Linked DNA regions of Sus scrofa: regions 2 and 3 are each linked to region 1. The links are chromatin contacts, called in public Hi-C and promoter capture Hi-C maps. All regions are on one chromosome and are shown on one strand. The core of a region is the stretch at or near the end of the contact, and the rest is flanking DNA. Distances in the headings are between cores, read along the strand shown.

Evidence for each region. Promoter capture Hi-C pulls out the DNA fragments that hold promoters and counts their contacts. A called contact is a pair of places that touch in the nucleus more often than the background predicts.
Region 2: a contact with region 1 is called in a Hi-C map of retroperitoneal adipose tissue, with 1.6 times the contacts expected there. The contact joins two enhancer-like sites. A contact is called at or near these places in 2 of 47 Hi-C or Micro-C datasets (embryonic fibroblasts and retroperitoneal adipose tissue) and 1 of 2 datasets of contacts at active chromatin or transcription factors (alveolar macrophages).
Region 3: a contact with region 1 is called in a promoter capture Hi-C map of fetal liver, with 7 times the contacts expected there. The contact joins the promoter of NRP2 here to the enhancer-like site in region 1. A contact is called at or near these places in 5 of 5 promoter capture datasets (fetal liver, fetal skeletal muscle, liver and 1 more), 15 of 47 Hi-C or Micro-C datasets (alveolar macrophages, embryonic fibroblasts, fetal heart ventricle and 8 more) and 2 of 2 datasets of contacts at active chromatin or transcription factors (alveolar macrophages and skeletal muscle).

The regions. Positions count from the first base shown.
Region 1 is chr15:107,688,331-107,693,142 of Sscrofa11.1, reverse strand. No RefSeq gene overlaps it. Among named protein-coding and RNA genes, the nearest start is that of PARD3B, 190 kb to the left of the region's middle. Within about 2 kb of position 2,567, at least 12 of the 83 cell types and tissues checked have an H3K27ac peak or open chromatin away from gene starts, as enhancers often do. A contact at or near this core is called in fetal liver and retroperitoneal adipose tissue, where this site is marked.
Region 2 is chr15:109,056,792-109,061,603 of Sscrofa11.1, reverse strand. It overlaps NRP2 (neuropilin-2), which reads right to left. Exons shown (of 17, transcript XM_021076240.1): 13 at 3,353-3,615; 14 at 1,456-1,552; 15 at 280-300. Among named protein-coding and RNA genes, the nearest start is that of NRP2, 84 kb to the right of the region's middle. Within about 2 kb of position 2,678, at least 20 of the 83 cell types and tissues checked have an H3K27ac peak or open chromatin away from gene starts, as enhancers often do. A contact at or near this core is called in retroperitoneal adipose tissue, where this site is marked.
Region 3 is chr15:108,972,519-108,977,330 of Sscrofa11.1, reverse strand. NRP2 (neuropilin-2) reads right to left here and starts at 2,628. Exons shown (of 17, transcript XM_021076240.1): 1 at 1,623-2,628. The coding sequence starts at 1,695.

The DNA of each region.
Region 1 (4,812 bases), core at 1,318-3,817:
ATGAATGTCAATGAATAATCTAACACCAGTGTGTGGCCTCATTAAAGTTTGTGAAAGAGAATTTGATACATATGGGTTTGATTCCCTCAACCGTTAGGAGTAAGGGCATTAACTACAATAAGCGTCTGGAATGACACCCGACATTTGAAATGAAACCTTAACTACAGAGTAGTTACAGATATGAAAAATGATGCATTTTTACACTACACTGGTCCTCAATAGGGTGAAATTAGCAAGTGAAGTCACCAAATAACTAGTGAGACGCTAACAGTGCCAGGCAGTGTTGTGGGGACTTGTGGTCCTCACTGAACCAGAGACAAAGATCCCTGCTCTCAGGAAGCTGAAATTCTAATTAATATCAGGGGCACCCCTCTAGTCTCCCTGCTGTCTCCTGCTTCCATGAATTTTCCTCAGTTCCAGGAGGCACTGACTTGCCTGAAGGAAAGAAGGGCCCTGGGCCCTGGATACTCCAGAGGCGGTTCACAGGTGACCCTGTGCCTTTCATGTGACCTAATGTGGTTTTTCTTTTTCTTTTCTTTCCTATTTGCTTTCTTCTTGGTCATTACAGGGTTTTATTGTTGTTTGTTTTGATATAGTATATATATCATACACGGTTGACCCTTGAACAACATGGGTAATATGTGGATTTTTTTCAATACTAAAGTACTACACTATCAGCAGTTGGTTCAATCCATGGATGCAAAATGACAGATAAGAAGAACGGTGTACAGGGAGTGCTGACTATATGTTATGTGCAGATTTTTCAGCTGCATGGCTGGTTGGTGCCACTAACCCATATTGTTCAAGGGCCAACTGTATATGTATCTACATTGATCAATTGATCGATCAGATTGATGGATAGATAAATAGATGATCTTTGGGGGAGGGGGAATGCTACGGCACATCATGGAATCTGATCTTTATCTTAGACCTGATGTGGAGGAACCTCAGACTAAGGAGCACCATAAGGCAGTCAGGAGAAACAAACGGACACCTGCTTATAGCCACCACCAGCCCAGCCCAGCCCATCCCTCACCCCCACCAAATCACCAAAGTCTTCAGTTCAACAGCTCCATTTGAACCTACAAACTTAATTTATTTTTCTCCTTTTAAACTGTCCTCACAGTTCTCATCCTGTACCCACCTCCTGGTCTCCTGCACTGCCCCCTGATAGTCTGAAATTCTGTCGCATCCCCATCACAGTGCTGCAGACACACTGGCCACGGCCCCTTTGCTGCTGCTGGGCCACGGGGGTGGGGGAGGTAGCTAGAGTCTCTTTGCCTGCCAAGTTGCCAGGGGCCAGGCTGGCAGTGACCACAAAACCCTTCCCTGGGGCCCTTCAGGAGACAGTGCTCCAGCAGACAGGGAGGCCTGGGCAGGCATCATTGAGCCCAGCGCGGCCTCATGTGCACGCCCCCTGGTTGCCCCTGCAGTCAGTTTCCTTCCCCTTTCTCCAGGGCTCTGGCGACGGGACTGAGAACTCGCAACGAAAGGATGCCTTCTGCCGCACAGTTCTCAGTTTAGATTCTTTACTGAGCGTACCTGCCCTTCCCATCCACCGACCACTCCTGATCCATTCATTGCCCACGGAGTGTGCTGCTCCATGGTGCCCTGCCTGTCCTATTCTCCGGCACTAGAAATGTCTCGGCCACGTGGTAAGGCAGTCAGTAAGGAAAATAGATAGGGAAGGCCCTGGAGCACGACTATGCATGGACCACTGTGCATTTCATATTTTAATTCATCTTTCATGCCACCTCCCAAATTTTATAGCTGAGAATCAGGAGTCTTACAAAACCTAAGTAACTAGCTCAACATCACACAGCTGTACATGGTGAGGACAGAATTGAAATCCAGGAGTTTAACTTCAAAGCCTTCCTCCACTATGCAGCACTACTTCCCTTGGAGTCGGGGTCCCTGTTTGAGACCTTCCTGCCTCTTTGTTGGGGAAATAAAGCTAATAATTCAGTTCAGTTATCAGGGAGACTTCTAGGAAGGGAGGAGTTAAGGGCTGAATACAGAATTATTTCATTTCTTCCAATCTTCCTCCTGGACTGGGGTTCAGGCATTTCTTCCCCATTCTGCCTCTAGATCAATCCAGCCAATCAGGAGCCTCCTCTCCCCTCCTCAAAGGCAAATACCAGCTTTCAGTTGTGGCTTCTTAGCACAAGACAGGATATAAACTCTGCAGCAAACCGCGTGCCCCAGGAACCAGCTGCAGGAATAGCGCCACCACCAAAAACTTCAACTGCCTGTCAATGGTTTCCTAAAAAATGGCTTCACTGAGACCCTGTCTCCTCCAGGTCAGCGGCTGCACGTCCATTCGTGGCTGCTAAAGGTCCCACTCCTGCACTCTCTTTCCTGCTCTGGAAAATGACACTGAAACCCTAATGAGCCTGGAGGAAGTCAACCAGACAGGAAGCAAACCCATTTGGGTGTGTGTGCTGGTGGAAGAGTTCTGGAAGACCAGTTCATCCCTGGGGAAGACTCCTGTTGGAGACAACTGTGTCCAGCTATTCTTCACCCTCTCTTTGGAGGGGGAGGCAAGTGGGGATTGATTTCCAAATGAACTTGAAGCCAAGAAGATAGGTAGGGTGTGGCTCAGAGAGGCTCCTTGACTGAGGCTAGTGGTGATGTAAGACGAGCTTTGGTCAGGATTTCCTGGGGCCAGGGCAGAGTTGAGGAACTTTATTTTTAGGTGGAATTGATATTTTTAGTGAAAGTTCAACAGTGTCTGTCTCCATTTTGGGGGGTGAGTTGGAGGGAGAAGGAATGATTTCCTGACGTTACTCATTTCCTCTCTGCTGGTGAAGAGATTTAGCTGTGCTCCTATGTCACAGGAAGAGCCTGGGGATGGTAAACACTGCTGACATAATGGGAACTTACACTGCTGGTGTGTCAGAGTACACACATCCCTTCCTGGCCCCTCGGCCAGGTGAGGGGCGATGCTTCCTGTTTTGGGCTCTAGGAGGAACTTTCAACTTCCGAGAGCTGCCCAGAGAATAAATCACAAGGACTGCTAGAGTAAGCAGCCAGGGCCACAGACACCAGAAAGTGATTTGGTGGCAAGAATTGTTGGCTGTGCCCTGGCAGCTCCCGGAACTGCTGAGTCATCGTGCCCCCTTATGAGCTATACACAGAAGCCAAGAGGGTTTGGCGCCAGTATCATAAATCAGTCCTTCTCTGGAGTTCCCTGGTGCCTCAGTGGTTTAAGGATCCAGCATTGTCACTGCCATATGCAGGTTCGATCCATGGCCCTGGAACTTGCACATACTTTGGGTGGGGCCAAAAAATGTAAAAAATACCATGCTGTACAGTAGAAAAAAAGTTGTATTGGGGAAATAACAATAGAAAAAAATTAAAAAAAAAAAAAAAGGAAACCACAAAATAAATAAATAAATAAATAAAGCAATCCTCCCTCTGGCTTGTTAGCCAGAGATGTCTTTAGTGCTCAGATCTCATCCATTCCTAACTATTCCTACTGCTTTTACCTCTGAAATCTCTTCTGATTCTGGTTGCTCCATTCTACCTCTGTGATGTCACCAACATCCACCATCTCTTGTGCAGATGAGTGAAATCATTGCTCTCCTGATGATGATCTCTTCCAGGAGGTTTCTCTTCCATGAGGTTTCTCCTCCACGGGGTCAGCCAGGGCAGCATTAGGAAACACACAGCAGCTTTGTCACTCTTTCCCTTTTCCCTTGTCCCTAGCAGACAGAGCTAATTGGTCATGGCACTTTCACTGCTAAGCCCAGACAGAGCTGACCACATAGTCTTTCTTAGCATTGTCCTTCCAGCTCTCATGACCGATCAGTTGGAACTGGCATTTGACATAAAGTCAATTTGCCAGCTTGGTGCTCACGTTATCTTCCTAAAAACGAAATCCAATTGTGTGTCTTCCCTGGTCTGAGACTTCTTCCATCTCTCTAGTGTCTTCAAAATGAATTAACTCCTTGGCAGAGCATGTGGGCCTTTCACATGTCACTTCTCCCCAGCTGTGGAGCCTCATCTTCTCGCCTCCCCTCCACCACCTTCCCCAGCCCCTGAATACAGGCCCCAGGACCTTCTTACTCGTTCCCAAATGCACGCTGCTTTTGCATGATTCTTGGCCTTGCACAAGTGTTCTTGCTTTCTATATTTTCCTTTTCCTTTTCTCTGCTATCCAAACTCTTACTGGTTTCCTCAAACCTCAATATTCTTCCTCTGTTATGTTTCCATGATTCTTCCAGGCAAAGTCTGTGTGCCCCATCTTCTGTGTTCTCATAGGCTTTTGTTTTAACCTCTATTAGAGCATTTGTTATTGTAAAATGTCATGTTTTATATACATTACAATTTGCTCAGGTTGTAATACAGCCAAGCATTGGTATCTGTGAGCCAAGAGTCCCCTGTATACAGAAAACCCCATTGTCATGTTCAAGTCCCATAGTTGGCCCTCCATATCTGCTATTCTACCACCAAGGGTTCAACCAACTGCAGATCATGTAGTACTATAGCATTTATTGAGAAAAAAAAATCCAGGTATAAGTGGACCTGCACAGTTCAACCCCATGACATACAAGGATCAATTGTAGTTATATGTATTATAATTATGGTCAAACATTTGCCTTTCCATTCAGCACATTTACTGACCACTTTCTATGTGTTGGGTTAGCAATTAATGCACAGAATAGATGTTTAATGAACATATACTAAATGAAACCCTGTTAATCTAAGTTGCCTTTAGACTTTGTATCTTTAACTTCCTCTAAATTGTAGGAGTCTGTGATTAGGATTTAAATCTTTCTTTAAGTCTCATAGAACTTGTGAAAATAAGTA
Region 2 (4,812 bases), core at 1,429-3,928, 1.4 Mb before region 1:
CTGAAAGGTTTATCTGTAACCTATTTGTCTCTATTATAGGTTTCTAAACTTTAATTAAACAAGAGACAGTGAGGATCTCAATCCGCCTTTCCCCGCCTCTACAGGTGTTGTTGGCGCCATCTAGCGGTGAAAAAGGTGGCATCTATTTTCTCTTAAAAGCTTTGTCAACTTTGGAGGTTTACTGCCTCCACGAAATTCACATCACTTGGGGGGAAAGGAAAAGGCATGCAGAAATTTATTACAAAAAAAAATTTTTTTTTTTACCTTTAAAATTCTCACCTGCAAAAGCTGAGATGGGTTCTGGAAAAAGAAACAGAAAAAAACGTTGAGTTAGATAAGGGGAAGAAAGAAGGTGAACACGGGGTATGGTGAAGAGGAGTTTCCTCGAGCTTTTTTGTCCTACCCCATGGAAAGGATCCCAGGTTCTCTACAGGCTCTAGCCCATGTCCAACACATCATTATCATGGAGGCCAGGTGGATGGGGAAAAGATTCTCAAAGTTGCTTGGGAACAAAAAGTCCTTTATAGCATAATGGGTCCCCGAAGCATTGTAATCAGTCACTTACCACTGATTACTTTCTCAGAGCCTGGATTACTTTTAGATGCCCGGCCTGCAGAGCTGCCTGAAGGGACTAGGGTGGTCCCAGGTGCTTCTGATATCATCAGCCCCACACACACACCCGGGACCCAAGTGCCAAGAAAAGCACTTGGTGAGTTATTACAGTCACTCTGCAGACTGGAAGTCGGTCTCCTTCCTTCTCAGGATTCCCTCTTGCTTTGGGGAATGTCCATGGCTCTGATGGGAGATGGCCCTTGGGGTGAACTAGGTGAAATACATGCATCTCAGGTGGGCTGGCTGCTCAGCACTTCTGCCCAAGGTGACAGTGTCCTTCCCGTGCTGGTCACCTGACATGCAACGTTTAATCCTACAACTTTGGGACCTGAGGCATTAGAGGTATTAGCTTCAAAGCAAGATCGAAACTCTGACACTACATGCCATGGTTTGCCCTGCCATTCATTCATGTAAAAGAACGACTTGGGTAATTGTGTTATCACTCTGATATAACGTATGTACTATTTTTGCTCACCAGCGAAGGCTTCCATTAAATCCATCAAACCTTTCCAGCATGTAATTCTGACTGGCAGTTGCTCTTGTCCTCCAGCATTTTTTTTGCTAAAAGCTGGAGCCTGATGATGGGGTCTTGGCACCCTGAATCTCCATATCCTCAGTGCATGTCTATTTCGGAATGGGAGTGGGGACAGAAGCCCTCCCCTCATCTCACACCTCTCCCGTCCTGAATGCAGCCTAAGACACAGCTGCATTCCCCCCTGGCCTCCTGCACAGACTGGCACTGCCCCACCCACTGGGTAACAGCTGTGTTTGAAAATGATGTGCAGTCTCCTCTTATACATCCCAGCCCTTGGAAGAGCCACGAAGAGACAGATATTCACGTACCCATACAGTTCTCCAGTGGGACATCGGTGCTTATCCGAATGTCATCAATGGCAATTTCTCCTGAACGTCCTTTTCCGATAACTCCCTCGAACACAATCTAGAAGCCAAAAGAAAAAGAGTCATGGTTAACTGAGCTTGCTGGCCCGAACAGTGCAATGATTTCCAATTTTCTGTTAACTGCAGCTTAAGGTGTGTGCGCGTATGTGTGTGTTACTGCACCTGGTACACATCTGTGGACCACATGGCCATGGCGCTTGAAATCTTAATTTAAAAAGAGTTGGTTCAAATTAAAGGCATATTTGAAGGGATTAATATAGATATATATATACATATGTATGTGTGTATATATACGTATGAAAGTGATGGATATTGTTGTCCAGTAATTAGGAGGTATTGACTAAAAGGACCACAATCAGAGCATGCTTAAAGGAGAGCTGGAATTTCCGTAGCTGCTGTTGATGTTTTTCCCTCATGAATCTTTCAAATGCCCAATCCAGGCATTTGGAAACTCGGAGGACTTGAGCAGGACGGGGGAAGGGAAGAAATGCAGTAGACAGGTTTGATTCACTTTGGGGGGTAATGCTGGCTTGTGGCTCCATTATTACAACTAGAAGGGAAGTGCCTTTCCCTCCCCACTAGTTTACTGAGTACCTCCTATGTGCCAGGCACCAGGACAGTTACAAAAGCCCTGCCCGGAGAATCTCACCACCTTTCTGTGAGACAAAAATGCCAACAGGAGAACAGATACTGACTCACAGATGCTGAAAAAACTTGATTTCCAAAGGAGGCAGTTTGGGGGCGGGGAGAGGGTGGGGGGATATGTTGGGGGCGTGGGATGGAAATCCTCTAAAATTGGATTGTGATCATCCCTGTACAACTATAAATGTAATAAATTCATTGAGTAATAAAAAATGATAAAAATAAAAAATAAAAAATGTAAAAAACAACATGCCAACAGGTGCTGACAATACAGTGCTCTGAACACAGGAGATTGCATTTGAATGGGAAGGCGGGTGGGGGCGGGGAGGAGCTCAGGATGCCTTAGGGGTCCGGGCGAGCGAGCAGGACTGCAGGCTGCACACGGAGCCCCTCTGCTCTGTGGTCTCCAGGCAGCCCTCACTCTCGCCCTCCCCCGGTTCTCTCCGCAAACGAGAGCACACGTCCTCTGGCAAGCTGAGCGAGCAGTTGGCCGCCTCACCAGCCATCTGTTGCTGCTTCTTGTCTGGGGAGGAGCAGGTTAATGCTTTGGCTGGTTCTCAGTCACCTCTTCCACAGTGTGCCTACTCCTACCCAAGTTTCAGCCACAGCTGCGTGTCCCCATCTGTGCCTCGGTCTCTTGCTCTGTGGGGGCAGAGATAATAGAACTCAGCTCCTGGAGCTGGTGGGAGAGAAACCACTCACTTAGGAGTCGCTCTGGTCTGCTGGCCCCTGAGCACATACAGCTACCCTCCCCTTTCCGTGTTCACACTCGCTGGGCCAGGGCTAGGAGGCTGCTCTCCTCTCCTCCTCCTGGGAGTCTGAGGGGCTCCACAGGCCTCTTCCCTTGCGTGTGGAGGGTTTGTTTGTGTTTGTTTCCCTGGCTTCTGTGTCCCTTTGTCAGCCTACCTGGTAGCAATCTAAAATAAAATGGAGAGAAGAAACATTTGTTGGAGAAGATTTCAGCAATATAAAAGGCAATAAGAGGAACAAAGAAGCTAGTCTGGGGGTAGAGATAGGCACATTCTGAATAACAAATAAGAGTGTCATTTAGTTGCCATGGTAACGTGAGAAACACAATGAAAACAGCGGCGCTTAACCGCGTTCCCTAATGATGAATGGGCACGGCCCTTTGAAATACTGAAATACAGATCACAACGATCCCCTTGGATCTCCGTATCGTCTCGGGTCGCCACCCCACCTGGTACTCCATGTCGTAGCTGGGCAAGATGATCCGCCCGTGTTTCCACTCGCTGCCCTGGTCCTCGCGGATGACCCAGAGGAGCTTGCTCTCTTGGCTGGCCTCGCGCACCACCTGCAGCGCCACCCCGCGGCCGCCCGTGGCTTGGTACTGAAACTCCATGCACACGGGGCTCCTGGGCAGGTGGACGGGCGGGCTGATGAGCCGCGCGTACTGGCCCTCTCTCCGGCCATCACTCTGCAGCCGCAAGAAATTCCGGTCATCTGCGGGGGACACAAACCCAAACAGAGGTTCCTGGTAAATGCCTGGGGGAGAGAGACACCAGTTGGCAGTTGTGGCCCATGTGGCCGAAAGCTGGGAGAGTTTGGGTGTCTTTTGTTTATTCATGGACGTGTGTGTCCCACTTTTAAGGCTCCTTCAGAGCCGTGATTCGAATGCTGCATCCGCTTGAAGCCCTTTCTTGAGTATTGCATCAAGTAGGTACCCCCTGCCTATTTCCCTGCTTTGCTTCTTTTGTGCTTTTTACATATGGCAGCCGGTGGGCGTCATTGGCCTTTATGTCTTGACTGGTTTATTTGTGCTTGTCTTTTCCCCCTAGATTTTGAGAGGAAGGCCAGACCCACGTTTTATTCATCCATGGTTTACCCAGAGGGCCAGTGCACTCTCATGAACTGAATAAGAAGGGGATGAAGTGGATGCTAGACTAGAGGATGATTCTGGCCAGGTGGTTTATGCTTCAAGCCTTTATAATCTTGGCTGGGCGCTGTCCAAATGGAAGACATTTAAAACCTTCTGTCTCCAGCAGTGCTACTAGATGATGCCTGGCCCTAGTAAATGCAACTGGAAGCCCAGCATCGAACTTCGAGCAGAACGAGGAATGGTGGCTGAGGGAATGGTGGCTGAGGAGGGGTGATCCAGGCGGCCTGTTCCTCACTCTCGCTTCCCTGCATTGGCCTTTCTTAGAGAGCCAGGCAAACGCAGCCCCAGTGAGAGAGGTGCTGTCATCATCACTAACAAAGGCTATGGGTTTAGCAGAGAACATACACATACTGGGAAATTAAGGTTTCACCCAGACAAATGTTGTTTGAAGAACATATCTTTCAGCTGATTAGATTTTATTTATTTATTTCTGATTTTTTTTTTTTTAAGGGCCTCACCCATGGCACATGGAGGTCCCCAGGCTAGGGGTCCAATCAGAGTTGTAGCTACCAGCCTATGCCACAGCCACAGCAATGCCAGATCTGAGCTGTGTCTGCAACCTACAACACAGCCATGCCGGATCCTTAACCCACTGAGCGAGGCCAGGGATCAAACCCGCAACCTCGTGGTTCCTAGTGGGATTCGTTTCTCCTGCGCCATGATGGGAACTCCTGATTAGCTTTTACATACATCAGTACTCTGTGGGAGACCGAGTTCCTATTCCTGCTGGCAGGCCCCATGCCTTGTAGACATAGGTGTGG
Region 3 (4,812 bases), core at 1,379-3,878, 1.3 Mb before region 1:
GCCTGAATACATAATGTACCGTGGGCATTCTGAGCGCGCGCGCGCGCGCGCACACACACACACACACACACACACACACACAGCGGATCACACAAACATACATAATTTATGCAGCTTTCAGGTCTGTGGGAGGTAATTTAATTTCGCTTCAAGCTGGGAACTTAGAATTAAGGCCACAGGGAATGGGGAGCCACAGTAAATCTCCCCAAGTGGGACCTGCGCCCATCTCTTTGATAAGATTTGCAGCTGCCCTGAAGATCAGTTATGGCAGAGAAGAAGGAGCACCCTTGTGGATTTGGATAGCAAGGGCATTCCTGAATCTTCCTTCCCCTCAAATAAACACCTAAGATTCAAGTGGTGTGTGTTCATGTGTTGAGGAGTGAGAACTAGAGTCCCAGGCTCCCACAGGATCCACTCGCATGGCTGTGATGAAAGAGGGCTGGGGAGGCTGCAAGGGCTTAGTCCTCCCACTGCCCAGGCAGCCTTAGAAGTGCCTCCGGGTAAAAGCACTTCAGGAAGGCTTGTCTTCTCTCTTGCTCTTGTCCCTGGTGCCTCCAGGGATGGCTTTCCCATTCTCCATCACCTGTAGCAGTTTCTGAGTTTTGTCAGAAGCCAGCCACTGCTGTCAGAGGGGAGAGAGGGTGACCCTGGAGAATAGGGTAGGGAAGCAAGATTAAGCCCCACTGGAGTCCCTGGAACCAGAGAGCCCTTCTCTGAGAATGTACCCCTAGCCAGGTTTCCCTCCACAAATTCTGGCCCCAGACTGTTCTGGGCCTTGCAATGCTTATCTCTGCAGTCTGTCCACACACCCTTTTTGGCAGTGGTTGAGAACAAATTCCACTCCAAAGTTTCTAACCACTTCACAAGAGTGAGAGACCTTTGAGAGCCACACAGTTTGTTTTATCTAATAATTTTTTTAAAAGAACATATGATTTACTTCCCCAGAAAACACATGGATGCAGGAAAGAGAGCTGGACAGCCAACCACCTCGATTGCCAGCAGCACCCAGCCCCAAGCCCCTAGCTCAGCCGCTAGGCAAGTTACTCCATCAGCCTGAGCCCAACAATTCTGAGCTCACCCACACATTCCTCAAAGAATCTACAGCATTGGAAAACCCAAACTAGACTCTTGTACTTCCCAGGCCCTTCAGTTAGCATTGCTCAATGAGTGTAGCTAAGTGGAGAGAATGCAAATGATTTATATTTTGCTGGCTAGGTTGAAGAAACTCATGGGAGATGTGTTCTGCTTCAAGACGGGAAAAAAAATTCCCCAAAACTGTAATGCAAAGGCTTTGTAGTATTTTTAAACCTTTGATTCAGTCCATATGTGACATCTGAACACCGCCAAATTCTGTCTATGTTTCAAAACACACACACACACACACACTCACACTCACACACTCCTAGCAGGAGAGAAAAGTTGAGTTTTAGCCGTGGTGGTGCTGGTGGTGGTGCTGCTGCTGGTGGTGGTGTAGGGAGGGATCTCTCTCTAAATAATTCAGTATCGAGCATCCTCCTTCTATGCTATTGCGTGTGGCCCCCTGCATTAGCAGTTGCTTTTAAAGGTAAAGGCATGCTGAAATAGATTGGGGAAAAAAAAAAAAAAACCGTTCAGGGGCTTACCTGGTTGGCCTGTCACTTGGAGTCCTGAAAAGTAGAGAGCTAAGAAAATCCAGGTGAGAGGAAACATATCCATGTTGGAGAAGGAGGCTTTCTCCAGAGCTGTTTTGGTAGCTTTCTTGCACAATTAGAAGTCTTTTGTGTTTTTCTCTCTCTTGTGTTCTTCCTTGCAGTGTCCTCTGCAAAGGTTTCTACTGGTCAGTGTTTCCCTCCTGGCTCTTGGCGGCCGGTCTTCACCTTTCTTCTTGCTGGGTCCCCACCTCACCAGGAGGAAGGAGGGTCGCTCCTGAAGTCAGCAAAGAGGGAGCAAGCCAAGAAGAGAGGACGCGTTTCCTCTCCTAAAAACAAAACGCATCTATGTCCTCTCCAGTTCCTCAAAGTATCATTTCCTTTATCCTACAACATCACGAATATTTCCCGTAAGCCAAGGGTAAAACAAGACAAAAATAATAAAAATAAAAGCCAAGACTTGCCTTGGGCATCACACGGCCCCCAGGCAGCTGTGCGATCTCAGAGGCGTAAACTGACACACATCCCCCGGCACCCGGGACCGACACGCGGGCGGAGGCACCGACCGCCGGACGGCCCGAGTGGGAGGCGGCCGCCCAGTTCTTGCCCTCGTTGCGTTCCCCTAGCGGGAGCCTTCCCTAACGGCTACACCCGCTCGGCCAGCCTCACGAGGGGAGTCTGAGGAAGGAAGCTGCGGCGGCGGCGGCGGCTGCTGTTGCTGCTGCTGGTGCGGCGGCGGCTGGGATCGCCTGGGAGTGAGCGAGCCCCTCTCCGAGTTCGCTCGCGCCCGCCCTCACCTCCACCTCGCCCAGCGCCTTGCCCAGTGTCTGCGCGTCTGAGGATGTGCTGGGGGCGGGCTGCGGGCTGGTGCCTCGCTCGCGTTCTCTGCTTCCCCTCCGGCTCCCCCCTGCCTTTTCAGGCCGAGCAGCATGTGGATGTCAGAGCCGCGGCAGAGCTATCCGATTACGCGCCGGCTCAGGGCCCGCCCCTTCTGTGTTCCTGATTAAAGAGGCAGCCGCGGAGACGCGCGGCGCAGAGCCGAGAGCCGCGGCACCCAGCTCGGGCGGGGCGGCGGCGGCGGCTTCCCCCCACCCCCTCCGCGGCCGGATCAAAGTTAAGGCAGCTCCCACCCTACGGCCCCTTGGCCACCTGGCACCTCCCGCCCACCCCGGGCACCACTGTGCCTGGCTGCGCAGCGCCGCCCGTGCGTAAAGCTGCAGAGAAGGAGCGCCCCCGGGTACCGCCAGGGCGCACTGCCCTTGGCGGCTTCGCCCCCGCCCGAGGGAGACTCCGCGGGAAACGGAGGAAATTCTTTTTCTCCCCCGATTCCCTGACTCCGGTGCCACACACGTAGAATCCAACACAGTGCCACGCGCAATGGCGTTGCCAGAGGAGTTGGGTGGCGAACGGTGTTTGAAGTAGGGAGAGAGCCAGGCGGCAGCTCAGCCATGCGTTCGCACAGGCAGCAGTGCGTGGCGGCGACACATACGGTCAGCCCCGGCTGAATAAAACCCCAAACACAACCTGCGTTTTACTACTCGGTGCCTTCCTGGTGTCCCAGACATACTGCTTTCTTTTCTGGGGGAAGATTGAGTTTTCCCTGGGCTCCTAACTTGTAACCATCAAAAGAAGGGGAAAGACTTTCTTCAAAGAAAATTTGCAGGTAATTACATTGGATTCCCCCAACCCTCCAGAAAAGTCCAGGCACACGAAGGCTTCTCAAACTGCTACTGTAACTACTTCTAATCACATTTTCCCCATGGAAATGTGGTCACCACGCCGAGAGAAACAAAACAGCATTATGCCAACTATTTTTAAATGGAGGCGTGAAAACTGTTTAGAGGGAGCTGCGAGCTAACAGTTGGGAAAACACTTGTATCTTTGTTTCTGAGGATGGCTTTGTGGGTTCCAAACTGTCTTGCTTCACTAGGCACCTATTATTGCATTGTCATAAAGACTCTTACAGGAACAGTCTAAATAACACTCTGCGTATACCTTTTCTGCCACTCGGCAGATTAAGAAAAATAAAGTTTCAGTGACAAGAAACACACACATCTGACTATCCCATTTATTTCTCTGCTTGTACTTGTGGATTCTTCTGGGTGGTTTTCCTCCTTATCTGGACTTGCCATTAGCTTTGTTTATCACTTTTAGTGTTTGAAAAATCTGTAACTCCCACTTAACTGTTATTTACACTGAGATAACCAAAACAAAATTGAATCAGAAGTGATTTGCAAATAGTTGAGCCAAGCCATGGAAGGATTTTACAGTGCCGTGTAAATCCACAGGCTGCCTATCGCACTGTTAATCTTAGATGCCTGGTTTGAAAGGGCATTTAACCGAGGCCTGGAGAGTTCTTCCAGTGAGCATATCCCCTGGCTGGTCTAAAGATTACCTTCCATTTCTTTCTTTCTTTCTTTCTTTCTTTCTTTCTTTCTTTCTTTCTTTCTTTCTTTCTTTCTTTCTTTCTTTCTTTCTTTTCTCTCTCTCTCCACCCCTTTTTTTCCTCCTTCCTTCCTGGACTTGAAAGCACATCCACATTGTTAAAAAATTTCTTCTCTACTTTTTTCCTGTTTAAATGTCAATTGCGGAGTTCCCATCATGGCTCAGCGGTTAAGGAACCGGACTGGTACCCATGAGGACACGGGTTGGATCCCTGGCCTTGATCACTGGGTAAAGGATCAGGCATTGCCGTGAGCTGTGGTGTAGGTCACAGACGTGGCTCAGATCCTGAGTTGCTGTGGCTGTGGCATAGGCCTGTGGCTATAGCTCCGATTGGACCCCTAGTCTGGGACCCTCCATATGCCTCGGGTGTGGATCTAAAAAAGACAGAAACAACAACAGCAACAAAAATGCCATTTGTAAAGAAGGACCTCCTACTCCCCAAATTTTAATGGTGTAAAGAGACAGCCTGGATTTTGAGCCTTAATTGAAGAGCTCAGCTTCTATAATTGCCAAGGTACTAACCTAAGGACAAAGAGCATTATCTTCAGTGACAGAGGCTGAATGAGGAGAGTCATTTAGTATCACTTCCCTGCACCACTCACCAGCCCTGCCAAACCAATCTAGCAATTGCCCAACATGGAAGAATTCTGTTTCTGAGAACATTATAGCTGGAGTTTAGGTGAAGGGAGGAGAGAAAGCAAAAGTCAACTGAAGCCCATGGGGAAACCATAAGAATGAA